Regions from separate parts of the Lactuca sativa genome. Here region 2 is linked to region 1. Evidence: chromatin contacts called from public Hi-C data. All regions are on one chromosome and are shown on one strand. Each heading gives the region's core, a stretch centred on a gene start, on an enhancer-like site or on the middle of the called end of the contact. The rest is flanking DNA. Distances are from core to core; before and after follow the strand shown. Region 1 holds the start of LOC111879843 (GDP-Man:Man(3)GlcNAc(2)-PP-Dol alpha-1,2-mannosyltransferase). Region 2 holds the start of LOC111879895 (U-box domain-containing protein 1).

The links. Hi-C and Micro-C count contacts between places; a contact is called where the count stands out from the background.
Region 2: a Hi-C map of leaf shows a contact between it and region 1, with 2.8 times the contacts expected there. The contact joins the promoter of LOC111879895 here to the promoter of LOC111879843 in region 1. A contact is called at or near these places in 2 of 4 Hi-C or Micro-C datasets (leaf and seed).

Annotation. Positions count from the first base shown.
Region 1 is chr2:220,683,046-220,687,362 of Lsat_Salinas_v11, forward strand. It overlaps LOC111879843 (GDP-Man:Man(3)GlcNAc(2)-PP-Dol alpha-1,2-mannosyltransferase), which reads left to right and starts at 1,783. Exons shown (of 7, transcript XM_023876275.3): 1 at 1,783-2,245; 2 at 2,573-2,859; 3 at 2,964-3,150; 4 at 3,263-3,331; 5 at 3,430-3,623; 6 at 4,000-4,109; 7 at 4,176-4,317. The coding sequence starts at 1,943. It overlaps LOC111879850 (clathrin heavy chain 1), which reads left to right. Exons shown (of 27, transcript XM_023876287.3): 26 at 1-5; 27 at 98-577. The coding sequence ends at 247.
Region 2 is chr2:221,084,194-221,088,355 of Lsat_Salinas_v11, forward strand. LOC111879895 (U-box domain-containing protein 1) reads left to right here and starts at 2,446. Exons shown (of 1, transcript XM_023876326.3): 1 at 2,446-4,162. The coding sequence starts at 2,471.

The sequences.
Region 1 (4,317 bases), core at 533-3,032:
AGCATGTATGTCTTTGTCTTTGTTTCACTGCTCTTATTATTTGATTTTATTTTTAAGATGATGATGATGATGATAGTTTGGTTTGGTTGATTTGTAGAACATGTATGCTCAACTACTGCCTCTAGCGCTGCCTGCACCACCAGGTATGGGTGGAGGAGGATTTGCTCCACCACCACCACCACCAATGGGTGGAATGGGGATGCCGCCTATGCCACCATTTGGAATGCCACCAATGGGCTCTTACTGATTCATTCATTATTGGTGGTTGAAAGAACAAACTTGAACAGTTTCCAGTCGTGTGTTTTGGGGGTTAAAAGGTAGATTTGTTCTAGATATGAGAATAAATATGGCGTGGTTCTACTTTTTTTTTTTTTTTTTTTTTTTTTTTTTTTTTTTTTTTTTAATTCTTATAGGTGTGGATAAGTTTTTCTTGTAATTTTTTTTGGGTAGTTGAGGAATTTTTTGCAGGTGGATAGGCAAGATGAGGGAGTATAATCATGTATTATGAATTTATGATGTATCAGAACAATTCGGATCAGTATTCAATAGGATGGAGGATGTATTATGCTACTTTTTATATGGACTTTTTAGCTTGTATTCTCGTATCCTGTTTTATTATCACAAGAAACACAAATCCACCATTTTTTACACACTTGTACTATCTATATATCAATCCCAATCAATTTAAGCGAATCCAGGATAATTGCATCACCTCCAGATTTTACCTTATTTCATTGCACTTTTTCTTTTCAATTTACATGTAATGTAACTCGACCACTGGATTTCTCTTTTCGAGTAATATTATAATTTGTTGCTAATCTTTCTAAATTTTCTTTTAATTGATCTTTTTATAATACCATCAAATCAAAATCAAAAAGATATACTGTATTATTATCCTTACAACATCATCAGATTTTAAAAAATATATTAACCACATGCTTAGCTACAAGTTTTCTTTATAAAAGCAATTTTAATTTAGGGGGTGTTTGGGTGTGTTTTTTTTTTCACTCTAAAAGTGCTTTTAGGTAAACATGTTTATGTTTATTTGTTTGTAGTGGTGGAAAAATGGGTTATTTAAAAAGTGTTTGGATAAGCTTTTATGGTGAAAAAGCCAATAAGTCAATATATTAAAAAATGTTTGGCTTAAAAAATGATTTTTGAAGTTATTTTAGTTGAAAAACCATAAGCAGTTTTAGAAAGACAAGTTTTACATGCTTGTTAAAAAATGCTTTTTGAAGTTTATAGAAAAGTTATTCTGAAAAAATGCTTTTGAGCTTGTCAAACATGTTTTTTTTTGACTTATTAGCTTTTCAAAAAGCTAATAAGCCGTTTTGAAAAGCATTCCCAAACACCCCCTTAATATTTAATAGAGTTTGCAAAAAATTATTTATAAAATCCAAAAAGATTTCAACTTACACTAGATATCCAAAAACTTTTCAACTTGCACAACATAGCCAACGGCATTTGAGATTTTCCGATGACAATAGGATTCTATTGTGAGACTTTTCTGACGACAAAAGATTAAAATTGAGGGCATTGGTTTGTCCGTGATTGGTAAGTTGAAAATTTTTCGGATTTGTAATTTAATTTGAAAATTGTTTTTGGATTTCGTCCATAAATTTTTGCAAACTACATGGATCATTTTTTTTTTTTCATAAAAATAACAGAATTAACAATAAAAATTGTTAAGTGGGAAGAGTAATAACTCTACTTAAAAACCAAAAGAAAAAAAAAAGTTAGGATTTTTGTCATTCCGTATAAAACTTGGGACGTATGTCTGTTAGTCACTATATTTTCACTCTCTCGAGTTCTTTCCTTTCAATGGCATAACCACAGAAGTCTTCCGTTTTCTTTCTTGCTTTATTTCTACCCAGTACCCAAACTCAACTCAAGCACAGTTTAAATTTTCGATATCACCCGCCGCTGCTGAAAACATCTGAAGATGGTGATTCTAATACTGATAAGGATATTTGTAGTTTCAACAATTTTGACTAAAGTAATAAGATTCATTTGGGCTTTAATTGTCGCCCGGTTTGACAGAAAGAAGGCCGTAGGGTTCTTTCACCCTTACACCAACGACGGCGGAGGTGGAGAAAGAGTTTTGTGGTGTGCAGTTAAAGCTATTCAAGAAGAACGCCCTGATCTTGATTGTGTTATCTACACCGGCGATCATGATGCTTCTCCTGACAGCCTCATCCTCCGCGCCGTCGATCGGTTTGGTGTTAAGTTGCTTTCTCCTCCCAAGGTAATTTCCAATGTTTCTGTGATGAAATGCCTAAAATTCGTATTTAATGATTCTGAAAATTAACTTTAGTTAGTAAACCCTAACTGTTGAATCACAAAATCTAGATATGCATAATTTCAAGTGATTTATGCATAATTCAGTCCATGTCAAGTGAGGACGTGCTTAGGAACTTCAAGTCCGATCCATGAAGTTGAAATCTAAGCACAATCTGATTAAGTTCGATGCATCATGTGATGATGAACACTGTGATTAAACTCGTTAGTTGATTCATCCATGCTGTTTTTCCGAGTCTGCTTAATTTCTTATGATAATTGTGATTTCTATCAGGTTGTGCACTTACAAGAAAGGAAATGGATCGAAGAAACAACATATCCTCGCTTCACCATGATTGGTCAAAGTTTTGGTTCAATCTACCTTTCATACGAAGCTTTGACCAAATTTGTTCCATTATACTATCTGGATACAAGTGGATATGCCTTTACCTATCCACTCGCCCGACTTTTTGGTTGCAAAGTCATCTGCTACACACATTACCCAACAATCAGCTTAGATATGCTTTCTCGTGTTCATTCAAGGAGTTCCATGTATAATAATGACGCCATTGTTGCTAAAAGGTTAGTTGCATAATTGTTCCACTCCATTAGTTGTTTTTACATAAATCATTGAAGTTATGTAGATTAGTGAGTGCTAATCATTCCTTACATAATTGTGATGACAGTGTACTGCTATCACAGTTGAAAGTTGTATATTACAAATTTTTTAGCTGGATGTATGGCTTTGTTGGTTCTTGTGCAAATCTTGCAATGGTAAACTCTTCATGGACACAATCGCATATTGAAAAGCTTTGGAGAATTCCAAATCGTACTAAACGAGTTTATCCTCCTTGTGATACAACTGGATTGCAGGTTTGTTTTTTTATGCCTCATACCTAATTATATACTTTTAAGTTTTAACACATACTTATACTTATGAGATCATAATCATATTAGTTACTGTTTTTAAACAATTACCTAACAGGAACTTCCACTGGAAAGAGAAACAACACCACCTAAAATCATTTCAGTGGCTCAATTTCGACCAGAGAAGGTGTGGTTTTTTATTAAAGGTGTTCAAAGCATTAAAAATTTGCAGGATCTTTGATAGCTGATATAATATTTTTGGTTAAAATAAAAATTTTATGTCAGGCACATGCTGTTCAGCTTCAGGCTTTTGCACTTTGCATCAAGAAACTGAATGTGGAGACTCGTAGACCTAAACTCCAGGTTGTTGGTAGCTGTAGAAACGATGCTGATGAAACAAGATTACAGAATTTGAAAGATTTAGCAATTGAACTCATGATAGAAGAGGATGTAGAGTTCCATAAGAATGTGTCCTACAGGTTTGTCTCACTTCACATTATATCACTACTTTCATTAGTGATTAAACTGTTTTACTTTTTGTATTAAAAAAAATCATTTTATTTGGTTTTGAAAATCAAGCGCAAAAATAAAGAAAACTACAACTTAATTTCACCATTTGATTGATTTGCCACTAAACTATTATTTCTAATATGTTTATTATAACACTAGTTAAACCATTATACGTTTTTGCCTGTTAATTTTTTTTTTCAGTTACCCGGTTATCAAAAAAAAAAAAAAAAAAAACTAGATACTTTCACTATTTTATTAATTTAGCCATTGAAGTATTAATTATTAGGATTATTCTAATAATATCTATAACTAAATGGATAAAATTGGTTTTGGTTTTGATTGCAGGGAGTTAGTAAGGCTATTGGGTGGTGCAACTGCAGGGATTCATTCAATGATTGATGAACATTTTGGCATTAGTGTTGTAGAGTACATGGCTGCAGGAGCCATTCCCATTGGTAAAACAAATAAAAACCCATGCTTCATTATTGACATCTAAAAACATATGTATCTTTTTTTTTCAGCTCATAATTCAGCTGGCCCGAAGATGGACATTGTGTTACCTGAAGAAGGGAAGCAAACCGGGTTTCTTGCTGAGACTGTGGAAGAATATGCAGATGCGATTTTGGAGATTTTAAGGATGTCCGAATCTGAAAAACATGACAT
Region 2 (4,162 bases), core at 1,196-3,695, 400 kb after region 1:
TTATTTTAGTAGACTGCAGATGTTAAAAACTAAACGCTTTTCTTTCAGACTGCAAACGTTTGATTCATTTCCTCTACTGCAAAATTCTGCAGATATGGTCCGAAGAATACAAACATTTTAACTCATAAAAAACAAACAACACCATAGTAATTGCTAAAACTTAATATAGCTCCAACTTGGGAAAAGAAAGTTACAAGTAGGCTAGACAAGATGCAAAGAAAGCACTGGTTGAAACGAGTCTTTGACATGTGAAGAGGTGTAAAGGTGATTTTAATCAAAGAAGGAGAAAATGGAATCTACAAACATCCTAAGGCAAGAGAGAAAACAACATGAGCACAGAAAGCATAAGGATGACTATTATCTAATTCCAATGAAAAATAAGGGTATTATGAGGAAATGAGGTACTTATTTTCATTCTTTATTTTATTAAGCTAGTTTGCTCGTGAGGGATGACAATGAAGTGATGTACAATGAGTGTTTATCAAGCGAGTAATTCAAAAGGGCTTTAAGGAGGATAAGGAAAGACAAAACCCCAATTCACTATTACCAAGTGACCATTTCTTTTCTTGGTTTGACTATCGTTATTTAGAACCGCCTCCTTGTGAATGCGTTTTGGATGATGGGACAAAATGTATAAATCTTCATAAAAGAAAGCTTCATAAAAAATGTATAGATAATTTGTATGGGCAAAGAGCCCAAATAGAAAAGAGAGATGACCCAATTGATCAGTTCATACACATAGAAGAATGACTCAATGCACAAACAAACAACCAACAAGCACCGATGTCAAAGCCTGTCACATGGAACATAGTTACTTCTGTTGAGGTTTTGGTTCAGTGTTTATTGAGATTCGGCTGATCATACCTGAAACCCAAACAACATCAGCTGTTTTTCCTTTAAATTTTTAGTTTAAGCCTTAAGTTAAGGGCAACCTACAATTTTTTTATTTTTTATTTGGTTTGGTTTGGTTTGGGCATTTGAGCATCGTCACAATCATTTCCAGGTCATTGTGGTCATGCTAACTCCATGTTAATTCTCTCTATACATATAATAAAGCTGAAAATGCATAATTTACAAAGACACAATGTCAATTGGTCCTTTTTTTGTTTTGAGAAAATTTTGACCAAATCTTCTAAATTTATAAATTCCCAAGTCTTGGCTTTTAACTGTAAAGAACCACTGCATCACATGTGTTATGTGTATGTGTATGACAAGGTCAAGGCTTATCATCTTTTTGTTCCAAAATATAATTTCACAAGACTTGTTCTTACCATCTATATAATATGCATACATGACAAGGACCTCTCATCATTCATCATTCATCCTATTCTAATTCTACATAAATTAATTAAAATAAAATGGTGTACAACTAATTATTTCAAACTAATCGGTCTTACCAAGCCCAATATCAGGCTCTTATTTTGTCCTTTCCTCTGTTTATTCAACACTTATAGGTCTCAATAAAACCAAGTCTTTTGGGAAAATTTCAACAAAGCAACCTCCTCCTACTTAATAACCCATTGTCATCCTCACAAATTATTGGTGCTTTTAGCATACACAATCTCTTTTTTTTTCCTGTCATTAAACAAACTTCACCATATTTTTGTAAACCTAAATGTTACAATTTTTACGAAACCGGGTTAGAATATTAGACTAGAATAAAAATACATCTCGGGAATATTACGAAAGATTTGCTGATGTTGATTTCAACAGCTAATAATCTAAAAAGAAACTGCCAATTCACCAAGTCAACAGCTAATATCCATGCACTTGCTAAAAATGGAAACTTAATAATTAGGTGATACTGAACTGCATATCAGGCATCAACCATATCCTACTTCTTTTGTTGAAGATTTTATCATAACAAGTAGTTTAAATGTCGTCTTCATGCTAACAAAAATAGTTAGGGCTCAAATGAAAGATCAAGTTCCTATATCTCTTTGTAGTGTATGCTTGTACTACAGTTTATGTATAGGGTACAAATCCTAAAGCATCGAATATGCCTTAATATGGGGGTGAAAGATACGTGAAAGAAAGCAAAAAACAGCTAATCATAGCTTTGACATGGCTCTTGTGAATTAAAAAATGACTCTAAATTTGGGAGGGAATAAGAGTACTATAGGATTCAATTTAATATTTCCAACTAGTAAAAAAGGGGTGAAAGGTGCTTGAAAGAAAGCAAAAAATCAAAGCTTTGACATGGCTCTTATGAATATAAAACTTGGGAGGGAATAAAATTATTATAGGATTTACTAGAAAGGCCTGCAAAGTCTCCAGATGGCAGCAGCCCGAGACTCCTGTTTTTTCCTCCTGCCTTCAACTTCATGTCATCTATATGAATACTACAAACAGAGAAAGACAAAAATTATTTTAAACAATTCAATTTTTTATAATCAGATATATGTATTCAAGTAACCAAAAACCCTCTAACCATTGATCATGAATCACACAAGAAGAAAAGAAAACCAGCATGGATGTAACTCTCCCTCCTCCTCTCATGATTTCTCAGGGCTTTCTTCCAACCGATTCTTTGTTAGAATCACTTATCCAAATCTCAAATGAAGTAACAACCATAGAGAAAATCCCAATCACACAATCCAAAAACGTCTCAACAATGATAAGAAGGATCAAACTTCTTTCATCACTGTTCGAAGAGATTCAAGAAACAAACACTCAACTCCCACCTTCTTCCATCTTGTGTTTGACGGAGCTCTATTCTGTTATTCGGAGGGTGAAATCATTGATACAAGCGTGTGAACAAGGTAGCTGTTTATGGAACCTTGTTCGAGCAGAAAGCATTTCGAATCAGTTTCATGTGATTGTAAAAGAAATGAGTAGGGCTTTAGATATCTTACCTCTCAGCTTGTTGAAGATAGGCGCAGACACAAGGGAGCAAGTGGAGCTTCTTCATAGGCAAGTCAAACGAGTTGACTTGATGACCGATTCTAAAGAGGTTCAAAGAAGAGAGGAGCTTCTTCAAGTGATGATGGCTAGTACTAAAAGTAAAAGCAGGAGTAAAGCCGTCATTGATTTTGAGAAACTCAAAGTGATTATGACTCGAATCGGCTTGAAAACGCCGTTCGATTACGAAGAGGAGATTTCAAAACTCGAGGCGGAAGCGGAAAAGCAAGCGGGAACCGGTGGACTCATTGTGGTTTCCAACATTAACAATCTAATTTCGCTTGTTTCATTGTCGAAATCGATCGTTTTCAGTAAACACGACCATGCAATAGCCCAAGAGGAGGATAAAAATTCCCAGAGTCGACGTTATTCGTTTTCTCAATCGATGGTGATCAACATTCCAGACGAATACCGTTGCCCGATTTCCCTCGATTTAATGCGGGACCCGGTAATTGTAGCATCAGGCCACACATACGACCGTGTCTCAATTGCACAGTGGATTAACTCTGGGCACCACACGTGTCCCAAAAGTGGGAAGCGGCTGATCCACATGGCACTCATTCCAAACTACGCGCTCAAAAGCTTGATTCACCAATATTGTGATGAAAACAACTTACCCGTGGATGAAAATGCTCCCGCAACTTCATCGACTCATAGTTTTGAGAAAAACCCTAGTGTGAAGCGGAAACTACCTGAAAAGGCAATTGATCATATTTCTGCCACCAAATCCGCCATGGATGCGGTTAAAATGACAGCGGAATTTTTGGTGGGAAAACTAGCGATGGGTTCGGTTGATATCCAGAGGCAAGCGGCGTATGAGTTGAGATTGCTAGCGAAAACCGGGATGGATAACCGGAGGTTAATTTCAGAGGCGGGAGCGATTCCTTTTCTGGTAACGTTACTTTCGTCGCATGACCCGAGAATTCAAGAGCATGCAGTCACGACACTTCTAAACCTTTCGATATTTGAAAACAATAAGCTGTTGATAGTGGCGGCAGGAGCGTTAGACAGTATAGTAGACGTATTGGGTTCTGGTAAAACAATGGAGGCAAGAGAAAATGCAGCAGCGGCTATATTTAGCTTATCGCTAATTGATGATTATAAAGTGGTTATCGGGAGTCGTCCGAAAGCTATTCCTTATTTGATTGGGTTGTTGAAAGATGGAACTACAACCGGGAAAAGAGATGCAGCAACTGCATTGATTAATCTTGCGGTTTACAGTGTAAATAAAGTGAATGTGGTTGTTTCAGGGGCAATACCT